Linked DNA regions of Mus musculus: region 1 is linked to region 2. A link is a contact called in public promoter capture Hi-C data. All regions are on one chromosome and are shown on one strand. The core of a region is the stretch at or near the end of the contact, and the rest is flanking DNA. Distances in the headings are between cores, read along the strand shown.

What was found. Promoter capture Hi-C pulls out the DNA fragments that hold promoters and counts their contacts.
Region 1: a contact with region 2 is called in a promoter capture Hi-C map of 3T3-L1-derived adipocytes, with 8 times the contacts expected there. The contact joins the enhancer-like site here to the promoter of Pphln1 in region 2. A contact is called at or near these places in 14 of 39 promoter capture datasets (the 3T3-L1 cell line, 3T3-L1-derived adipocytes, the C10 cell line and 9 more), 2 of 484 Hi-C or Micro-C datasets (CD8 T cells and cerebral cortex), 1 of 115 datasets of contacts at active chromatin or transcription factors (forebrain) and 2 of 9 other capture datasets (adipose tissue and embryonic stem cells).

What each region holds. Positions count from the first base shown.
Region 1 is chr15:94,516,876-94,522,099 of GRCm38.p6, forward strand. No RefSeq gene overlaps it. Among named protein-coding and RNA genes, the nearest start is that of Pus7l, 24 kb to the right of the region's middle. Within about 2 kb of position 3,531, at least 2 of the 459 cell types and tissues checked have an H3K27ac peak or open chromatin away from gene starts, as enhancers often do.
Region 2 is chr15:93,396,606-93,401,180 of GRCm38.p6, forward strand. It overlaps Pphln1 (periphilin 1), which reads left to right and starts at 1,745. Exons shown (of 9, transcript NM_175363.4): 1 at 1,745-1,856. It overlaps Zcrb1 (zinc finger CCHC-type and RNA binding motif 1), which reads right to left and starts at 1,729. Exons shown (of 8, transcript NM_026025.3): 1 at 1,558-1,729; 2 at 565-650. The coding sequence starts at 648.

The DNA.
Region 1 (5,224 bases), core at 2,281-4,780, 1.1 Mb after region 2:
TCTCTTTCTCCCTCTCCCTCTCCCCCTGTCTCTCCCTCCCTCTTTCTCTCTCTCTCTCTGTCTCTAAGGGGAAGAGGAATAAAATAAACCAGTAAGTATAGGAAGAGACGAGACCAAGTAACAATGTGTAAATGTGTTTGCAGTACACTAGTTACACGCATGGGAAGTGTCATCCTGAAACACAGTTGTGTATATTTAATATATATGTTAATAAAACATTTAAATTATGCTTATTTATTAAATTGTTTTCATAGGTTTTTTTCCATTTCATTATTTTTGTTAATTTACAAATTGTATATTTATGGTATAAAGCATGTTTTAAATACACACACACATTGTGGAACCGTTAAACCAAGCCAATCACCCCGTTACTGAATCTTTGGTTTGTAGCGAGGACAAAACCTACTCTCACGATTTCCAGGTCCAGACTGTTGTTAACTACAATCACCGTATTTGCTTTAAAGCAGGTATTTTGAACTAATTCTGTGTCTAACTGAAGTTTAGTATTTTGACCAACATCGTTCTAGCCCCTGTTGTCAGCAAGCCTCTGGTAACCATCTCTTACTCTCTGCTTCCATTACCGACCTTTGAAGCCCCATGTACAAGAGAAACCATAGGGTATTTTCTGAAGAACCAACAACCACCGCAGGCTGCCCTTGACCACGCCCACGCCATGCGCTGCCTCCCGAGGAAAAGAATTCTTTTTTTAAAGGACTCAGCTCAACCTGTTGGAAATCGCTCCTTGAACTCGGTGCCATTAGCAGAGAGGAGATCCACCCCTGGGTTACTTTAAAATGTTGTTCCCCTAAAAAAATGTTGTTCCCCTAAAAAAAAAAAACAACAACGAAACAAAGAGAAAACCACCAGTCCTTTACAATCTGAGCTGGCAGGGGGGAGGGGGGGGTGGGGGGCAGGGCGGGGGGGGGGGACAACCAAAGCCAAAATTAAGATCCTATTGTACTGAGAGCTGCAGAATCCTGACTTACCCAGACTAGGAAAACACCACAAAGGCTTCTTAGAGTCGGGTGACTTGGTATAAAAGTCACCGCCCTGCCCTGTTGCCCGGTTGGCCTCAGCTAGGGAGACCGATTCTTTGACCCCTTCCCTTTTAAAGTAACCCAAGAGCTCTTGCTTTGAACTCATGTCTAATTCTCACCCTATAACTGGGATTTTATTTCTATATTCGTAGTTCACTTGGGTATTTATTAAGGAAACTTATCGTTTATCTCGCATTTCACATTTTCTAACGTCTGAATTTTAAAGTCCATGGCTATTTTTACCCTTTCCCGGAACTGCGACATTTCTCAGTAAGAGACAGCCCATCCTAACAGGCAGCGTAAATTAACTCCTTGCCTCAGAGTGAGAAAACGAATTGCTTAAGAAGAGTAGAGTCATTTTCTTTACTTGGAGGTGTTCCTGACGCATCAAACAGGAATTGCAGGAGATCAAATCCATTAAGACCACTCCCTGTTCTTTAAACTGACACACTCTTAGATAGCAGCCTTACCCGTACTACTTCAAGCACATTTTTAAGAAGACCTTTCAAAACTCTTAGACATGATAATACAAGTATCATTTAAGGGTTTAGAAGGGGCGCTGGGAGCGGCCCCCGGCACACCACTGGTCACTTGGGGAACCAGAAATCCACCGGAAGCCTGCGCTTGCCTTCCTCCTTGCGGTTCAGTCTGCCAGCTACTCTTTCTGTAGGTGGCATTTCAAACCAAATAAAAACCCGGAAAGCATGAAGCACTGTTAGCGTCCCAAGCCAGATGTCATCTTCTTTCCTTCTGCATCTCCAGAACGCCCTCAACTTGGAGCCACTCGAGTGTGTGTCTGTAGCTTCCATTGAAAATGTGACTCTGCCTTCACGTTCCTCCCCTTGGAGCTCCGGAAAACCCTGTGGCAGGCAGAGGAATGATTGTAAGGAGCCAGAGCTGTCCAGGACACCAGGAGAATACGGCCCACGGAATCAACTAAGCAGGGCTCATAGAGGCTGAAGGAACAATGCCGGAGCCTGTGTGGGTCATCACTAGGGTCTCTGCTTATGTTATGGTTGTTAGCCTTGGTGTTTTTGTGAGATTCCTAATAGTGGAAGTGGGGCAGTCTCTGATTCGTTTGCTTGCTCTTGGGACCCTTTTCCTCCCACTAGCTTGCGTGGCCCAGCCCTGGTAAGAGTGTTTGTGCCTAGTGTTAGTGTGGCTTGTTATGCTATGTTGGGTTGACATCCTGGGGGCTCTGTTCTTTTCTGAAGGTAAACAGAGGAAGAGGGGAAGGAGGAGCAGGGAGAAATGGAGAGGGGGGAAACTGGTTTGGATGTATTTTATGAAAGAATAATTAATAATGATGATGATAATAATAATGATAATAATAATATGAACGTAATTATAATATTATAATAATAATAAAGTGAACCAGCAGATGCCAGTCATGTGTATAAACTAGAATCAGTCGACTCGCTTCTTCTTTAAGCACAATGCCCTCTGGAAGGACTAGAGAAGCTAGCTCTGAATTAGGACTAAACTTCGTCACTCAGCTTTTCCTGTGACATTTAGAATTGCCTCAGGTATCAACTCGGTTTCCTATCAGCTATAGCGATTTTAATATACCCCTGTGGAACATACTCAAATATGTGAATGACACCAGAATAATTTGGATCTTCTACTTAGATTGGCATCTCAGAAAGAATATTATTTCTCCCTCAAGACATCCACCATGTGCCTGCTCAGCAGCAGAAGACGGTATTAAGTTTGTAGACAGAGAAATTATTACCACAGAGCTTGCTCTCAGAAGGCAACACTGGGGAAAGCCAGGACCTGGTGTCCTGGCTGGTTTTATGTCAACTTGAAAGCAGCTAAAGTCATCAAAAGGAGGGAGCCTCAATTTAGGAAATGCTTCCATGAGATCCAGCTATAAGGCATTGTCTCAATTAGTGATCAAAGAGGGAGGTTCCAGCCCATTGTGGGTGGTGCCATCCTGGGCTAGTGGTTCTGGGTTCTATAAGAAAGCAGGCTGAGCAAGCCATGAGGAGCCAGCCAGTAAGCAGCACCCTCCATGAGCTCTGCATCAGCTCCTGCCTCTAGTTCCTGCCCTGTTTAACTTCCTGCCCTCAAGGCTTTTGCTGATGAACTGTTACCTGGAGCTCTGTGTGAAATAAGCCCTTTCCTCCCCAACTTGCTTTTGCAATAGTGACCTTATGTAAGACACCTAGGAAGCATGGTCAAGTTCAATTCCACACCACATCTTGTCTGATCTGAGACAGATCACTCAGATAGGCTTCTAAACTGCCCAAAGCAGGAAATATTACATTCCCAATGGGGGTTGGGATGAGTATGGATTAATATGAGAGATACTTATACAACGCTAATAAATGTTAACTGTGTCTAAAGTTACCGAGATTTCAACTTTTACAAGTTACAAAACAAACAAACAAAAACAAGGCAGTTGTGCCTTGATAAGATGCGGTGTGGCTCTCAGCTCAGCCAGCAGAGCACTTGCTTAGGGTGAGCAAGGCCGGGGGTTCACACCCCCTGACTGTGGTAATACAGCAAAACACCTCAAAGTTAAGACTGTTCACCTTCCTGGTCCTTACGCACCATTAGTCTCAAATGTAACCTTGGTAATTAAAACTAGAGCAAAGGTTATGCTTATGAAGCTATCATCAGTTGGTTCTTAAGACATAATAAGGTCCTTGGAATTAAAAAATATATTTCATACCAAATACTGTTAAATGGAACGACTTTCGGTATGCGTAACAGCTAAATAATGTTCTAGTTATGATGGATAACAAAGATATGCTTTTTGCTGGCTCCGTTTACTGTATGAGAAATATAAGCTTACAGTGCCACCTACAGGCCAAGACAGGAATATTGATGACAGCATGTTTTAAATGCTTGACAGGCTCTAAGAAATGCTATTTAAAAGAACACTAGGTTAAGTTTTATATAACTGATTTTCATATTTAATTCATAAAATATAATTTCACTGAGGGAATGAAAATATCCCTCCCCTCCCAAGTTTTGCTACTTTATAGAGTATCATTTCATTTTCAGTCATCGCTAAAATCATGAGGGCCACTTTAAAAACTAACGGTACCATAATATCCAACTTCATTTGTATTTTGAGATTGCTGAAGCAGCTGTAATGGGTTATCTCGATTGTCAATTTTAGGAGATTAGAGTCACTTGAAGACAACCACCCTCAGCACACATGTGAAGAATTATCCTGTTTAGAGGGATTGGGGCAAGAAGCCCCACCCACAACAGGCGGCGCCATTCCCAGTGCTTGGATCCTGGACTGTATAAAAAGGAGGATGTGAGTGACAAGTATCCCTGCTGTTCCCTACTTCCTGACTGTGGTGACCTGAGCCCTCAGGGATCCTGTTGCCATGACTTCTTTGCCATGACAGATTGCACCTTGGACCTGGGAGCCAGAATAAACCCTTTCACGTTTAAATTGCTTTTGTTAAGGTTTTTCCTGGCAGGAACAGAAAGGTAACAAAGATGATATGTAATATCATATGACATACCATGTAATATCCTATCATATATGGCCATTATATATATATATATATATATATATATATATAGTTATTACATTACACACATAAAATTGACATATATATGTGTGTGTGTGTATATATATGTATATATATGTATATATATATGTATATATATATATACATATAATTGAATACTCATCATCTTAATAGAATGCCATTTTCTTTTCTTCTCTTCCAAGTTGTGCCTGCAGACGTGTAACAGCAGTGGAGTTCCCGGCCTCTTCTCAACACACGGTACTTACATTAACTGATGACAGTGGTATCTGTGTTAATGTCCCCTCTGTTACTGTTGATCAGGAAGCACAGGGTCTTGAACAAACAGGAGCTGGGGCAGCTGGTCCCCAGTGGCTATGGGTTTTGTTTTTGTTTTAACATTCTTTTATAATTTTTTTTAATTGAAAGGATACTGAAAGAAATACAAATATAGCTGAGAGACTGCATTTGCTTAGCATATGCGATGCCTGGAACGGAGCTTTGTCTGCACTAAAATAAGCTTCACTGGTGAGCACGGCATGTGTCAAATATGTGTGTTGCTCCTCTAAAACATTTTCTAATGCTACTAAATGTGCATCAGCGACTATAGTAACTACGCTTGCTAACGATCTGACTCAGCTCATCTCACTTATGTTCTTTACGGGTGGACTTTGAGTTGACTTCTGATTCGCT
Region 2 (4,575 bases), core at 495-2,994:
TCTCCATTGATTCCTTAGTTCATGTGGTACTAGGGAATCAACACAGGGTTTTGTGCACGCAAGACAAGCATCCTACCAACTATACTTCACCTCCAGCCCCCAGGTATGTTTTAAATAAGGTTATTTCTTATCATTCAGTCTAAAATCTCACCTCCAAGCCTAATTCAGTATCTCTTTTCTCTTTCGTGAGATGGGGTCTAAATTGTCCAAGCTGATCTTCCTACCTCAGCTTCCCCTGTGCTGGGGTTACAGGTGTGTGATAACTACTCTAGGCAAGTGTTCCACCACTCAAGTACAGGCGGCAGAGGAAGGCAGATCTCTGAGTTCTATGATAGCCTGTTCTACAGAGTGAGTTCTAGGCCAGTCAGGCACAGAGAAACCCTGCCTCGAAAAAACACACAAACAACAAATTCTCTTTGGGAAATTAAAACAAAATTGAAAAATTTCCCACTAAAATTTGCAGAAGATATCAACTAAAAATTTTCCCAGGGAGCAGTATTTTTGCTTAAGCTTCAGATTGTCTCTAAAGAAAGAATCCATTAGTTAGATGTACATACAACTTACCCGGTATAAATCATTGTTTGTTAGGGAGAAAGGCAAGTTGGATACATAAACTGTGCTTTTACTTGGCGCCAAGCCACCGCTCATTTCTAAAACGGAAAAAAAGGAGACATTGGGAATCTTACTCCAAGTAGAACCAAACAAGGACCATCACTGACTTAATTAGGGTAGAATTCCTCAGGCTCCATTCATTTAAAGAGATTAGAGTACCAGTGTGGGTAGGGTGTGAATTACCATATTCCTTTTCTAGCAGCGGGTGTTAAGCCTTTTAGGGCTGCGGTGCGATTGAAGAGGGGTTTTAGAGAGATGGAGAAGCCACAAGGCTATTTTTAACGCCTTCTTAGGGTAAAAGCGGAAAAGATGTTTCCCAAGGATTCGCCCACCTCCGAAAGGGACACCTGTCTACCCCGCCTCTTTTGTTCTTGTTTTTAAAAAAACTCCTGTATCTACGTCTGTATATATGGATTACTGATATAGGTAGGCCATGACGACAGAGACTCGGTTTTGTTAAGCTTGGGGTAGTTTCACATTTTGATAAAGTTCTTTAGATTTTTAAATTTCGTGCACAACCAAATCATGAAATGACACTCTATTACATGGATTACCTACTTTGAATGGGACATTAACCTGTATATTTATCAATGTGCTTAGTAATCAACGTCACTGTTAAAACTCTGCAAATTACAGGTGAAACGATCGCGTCGGTCGGCAGCAAGTGTTAAGAACCCCTATGAATGACAATGGACCCGGCACCCCGGAGGGCGCCCCGCTGGCCCAGTAGGAGGATTATTCAAAAAGCCTTAGCTAGCCAAAACCTGCTTGTCGCGTTTCCAGTTTCTCACTCTGAGAAATGCTAACCCCGGCTGGACGTTCCTGGGGCCGGAGCTGGGGTCAGGGTCGAGGCCGAGGCCGAGGCCGAGGCCGAGGCCGAGGCGGAGGCCGAGGCGGAGGCCCGGGCCGCGGCCGTCTCCTGGGCCCGGCGCCGTGGGAGCTTACCTTCGGCGCAGAGGCGAAGCGGAGAGGATGCGAGCCCGCGGCGGCTTCACCTCCGGCTGCCTTCCGCGGCGCGCAAAAGCGCGGGCGTCCGCGAACGCAGCGCGGTGCAGCGCTCCTTCCGACTCCCCCAAACCCCGACGGCCCCGGGCCGGAGGCTGGCGCGCCGGGCGACGTCACCGCGCGCGCCGGAAGTGCCTTTAGGGCGAGCGGACGTCTGGCTTCGCGGGTTTCACCGGCGGCTGAGGCGGCGGCGACAGAGGCGGCGGCGACAGAGGCGGAGGCTCAGCAGTGGGACGTAGGTGAGCGAGTGGCTCTCCGCAGAGGCGCGAGGGGCGCATGCGGCCGGCGGGCGGGCGGGCGGACGTTTCCTGCGGCGATGGAGATGTGCTTTATTCTGGACTCCTAGTGGAACCTGGAGAGGGACTCAGTGGATGCGGGAGGAAAGCGAAGTGTGGAGGAGAGTGAGACCCAGGTTCCGCTTCTCGGCAGGAGTTTAGTAAGCAAAAGGGGAGTTCTCAGCCAGGCAACTTCAGTGACGCCAGGTCAGTCAGGAAGTCTGGGTTTTTATCTTATTTTTTATTTTTTGGACCTAACCGACTCTGTAATAGGCACTTTGAGAGACGGACAAAAGAGTGCCAAAATAATCCACTTGCTGTTGAGAATGTCAGTGTGGCCGGGGAGACAAAGCCCACGTGGGGACAGTTGGAGTCACACAGTGACCCATTCTTGAGTACTGGCACGGACAGATGTTCAGCTCCATCGTCCCGTTGTTTATTACTATTTTTTCCTTTCTGAAAATATGGAATGGGTACGCACTGATTATTTTTTTGTTTTCCGAGACAGGGTTTCTCTGTGTAGCCCTGGCTGTCCTGGAACTCGCTCTGTAGACCAGGCTGGCCTCGAACTCAGAGATCCCGCCCGCCTCGCCTCCAGAGTGCAGGGATTAAAGGCGTGCACCATCACCGCCCGGCTACACTGATTATTCTTTAAGAGCTCGTCGTTTCTACAGAGAAATCCGAATGCTTATTTTGCCCGGTAGTTTAAACTTAACTTCTACCCACCAGCACGTACAGACCAGGCCTGTAACTACTCCCTGGGAACCTGCGTGTCAGCAGCCCGGAGCCCAGAGCCTGTCGTGGAGCCTGCACAATCAATCCTGACTGAAGCGGAGGGACGAAGTGCAATCCACCCAGGGCGCCGCTGAGTTTTGAGAGGCATTAATTCCTTGGCGTCCACCAAGGGACCACTGGGACTAATTCTCATGGCAAACTTGTGGCCAGCCCAAACTCCCAGGCTTCACATCCCGGTTGTGCTTGGTTATCGCCCACGATGTAAGCCCCTTTGGTCTTCTAATTGTTTGAGCCTTAACTCTCCGCGCTGTTTCGTGCTTCCTCTCGATTTGGGGGTACCACTGCTTCTCCTTCCTTAGTTCACCCTGAGCGCATCGTCTGTGCTCCTGGAATCTTATTTTGTCTGCTTAGCAAACACTTATTAGCCTTGTTTTGAAACTGTCTTGCGTTTTCTGACTCTTTAACAAAGCTGTGGCTTTTGCCTTTAAATTGAACTTTTTTTTTTTCCCCTGACATCTGGGTTTTAAGATTTGGTGTTGCTCCATCTGTATCGAATTGATTGCATTTCCTTGATTTTTTTTTTCTTTCAGTTTTTGTTCTCATTTTTCCTTTTGGTCCTATGATTTCCCTGCCTTCTACCTCTTTCTATTAATATAATCCCCATCCCCTACCCCCCATCCCCCCAAGCAGGGCCTAGAACTGGTGATTCTCTTGTTTTGCCTCAGCCCTCCTACGTTCTGATTACTGGCCTTCCTCGGGCTTAGCCCAGCTCTTATTTTTGAGTAGTCTTTCCCTAAGTTCCCAAAGTTAGGTTCTTCTAAGCCCCCTCCAGCAGGAGCCAATTGCTTCCTGATTGTGTCTTTCATCTTGAATTTAAATTAAACGCTGAGGGTGGGAGTGTTTGTTTTGCTTATCCTTGGAATGCTGCTGCTGTTTGCCGTTTTTAGAGGTTTTAGGTAGTGAGTGAGTGGGTGGCAGGATCCGGTCAGGTCATCAGCTACTTAGGAACAACAAATGGCACATGGGTAGTTTGTGTGGAGTGATTTCAATGTTGCTAGGTCATGCAGTCTATTCAAGAAATAGTTCAAATACAGCCCCCCCCCCCCCCCCGTAAATTGTCTCAAATTAAACAGAGATCTGCCTGCTTCTGTCTCTCAAGTGATTGAAGGTGTGTCCTATACCCACTCAAATACTACTAACCCCCCCCCCCCCCCATCTCAGCCTTTTGTCTGTGTAGCATCTGGCTGTCCTAGAACTCATTTTGTAGACCAGGCTGGCCTGGCCTTAAACTCAGAGATCCAACTGCCTCTGCCTCCCAGGTGTTGAGACTAAAGGTTTATATTATGCCAAACACAAGGTTTATATTTCAGATTTTTAAGTGTTTTTTCAGATAAAAGTCACACGTTGCCTATTAATTACTACTTTTAGATCTTTTAGGTGTTGGGACAGTCTGGTGATGTGTTTTTAGAGAGTAACAGCTTTGTGAACTGAGCCATGGGTATGGATGGAAATTGAAAGAGAATAGGAAGACTTTGGAGAGATCCAGGCTAGCCAGTGTGGGGCTTGAGACACAGGTAATGCTTTTTGCCTGGAATAGGTTAGGTGAGACAATTACCAGAGACTGTGGAGGGTAGAGAAGTCTGAACTTAGGATTTCTACGATTCTTGATTAAGGAAGTCACTCATCACGAATATACACTGGCAACTGCTTGATTCTTTGTATTCTGTGAGATGGAGGGTGAGGCAGGGAAAGCATGCTCATCAGATAAGATTTTAAGTTCTACCGATGTGAAGGTTTGGATTCATAAATATTAAAACACAGGTAAGTGTCTGGCATTGTCTGCTCATATAATTTTATCACATGCAATGGACAGTCAAACTTCCTCAGTATGTAGTACAATACATTGGGGATCATAAAAGAAACAATTTAAGCATGTTGTTGACATGAA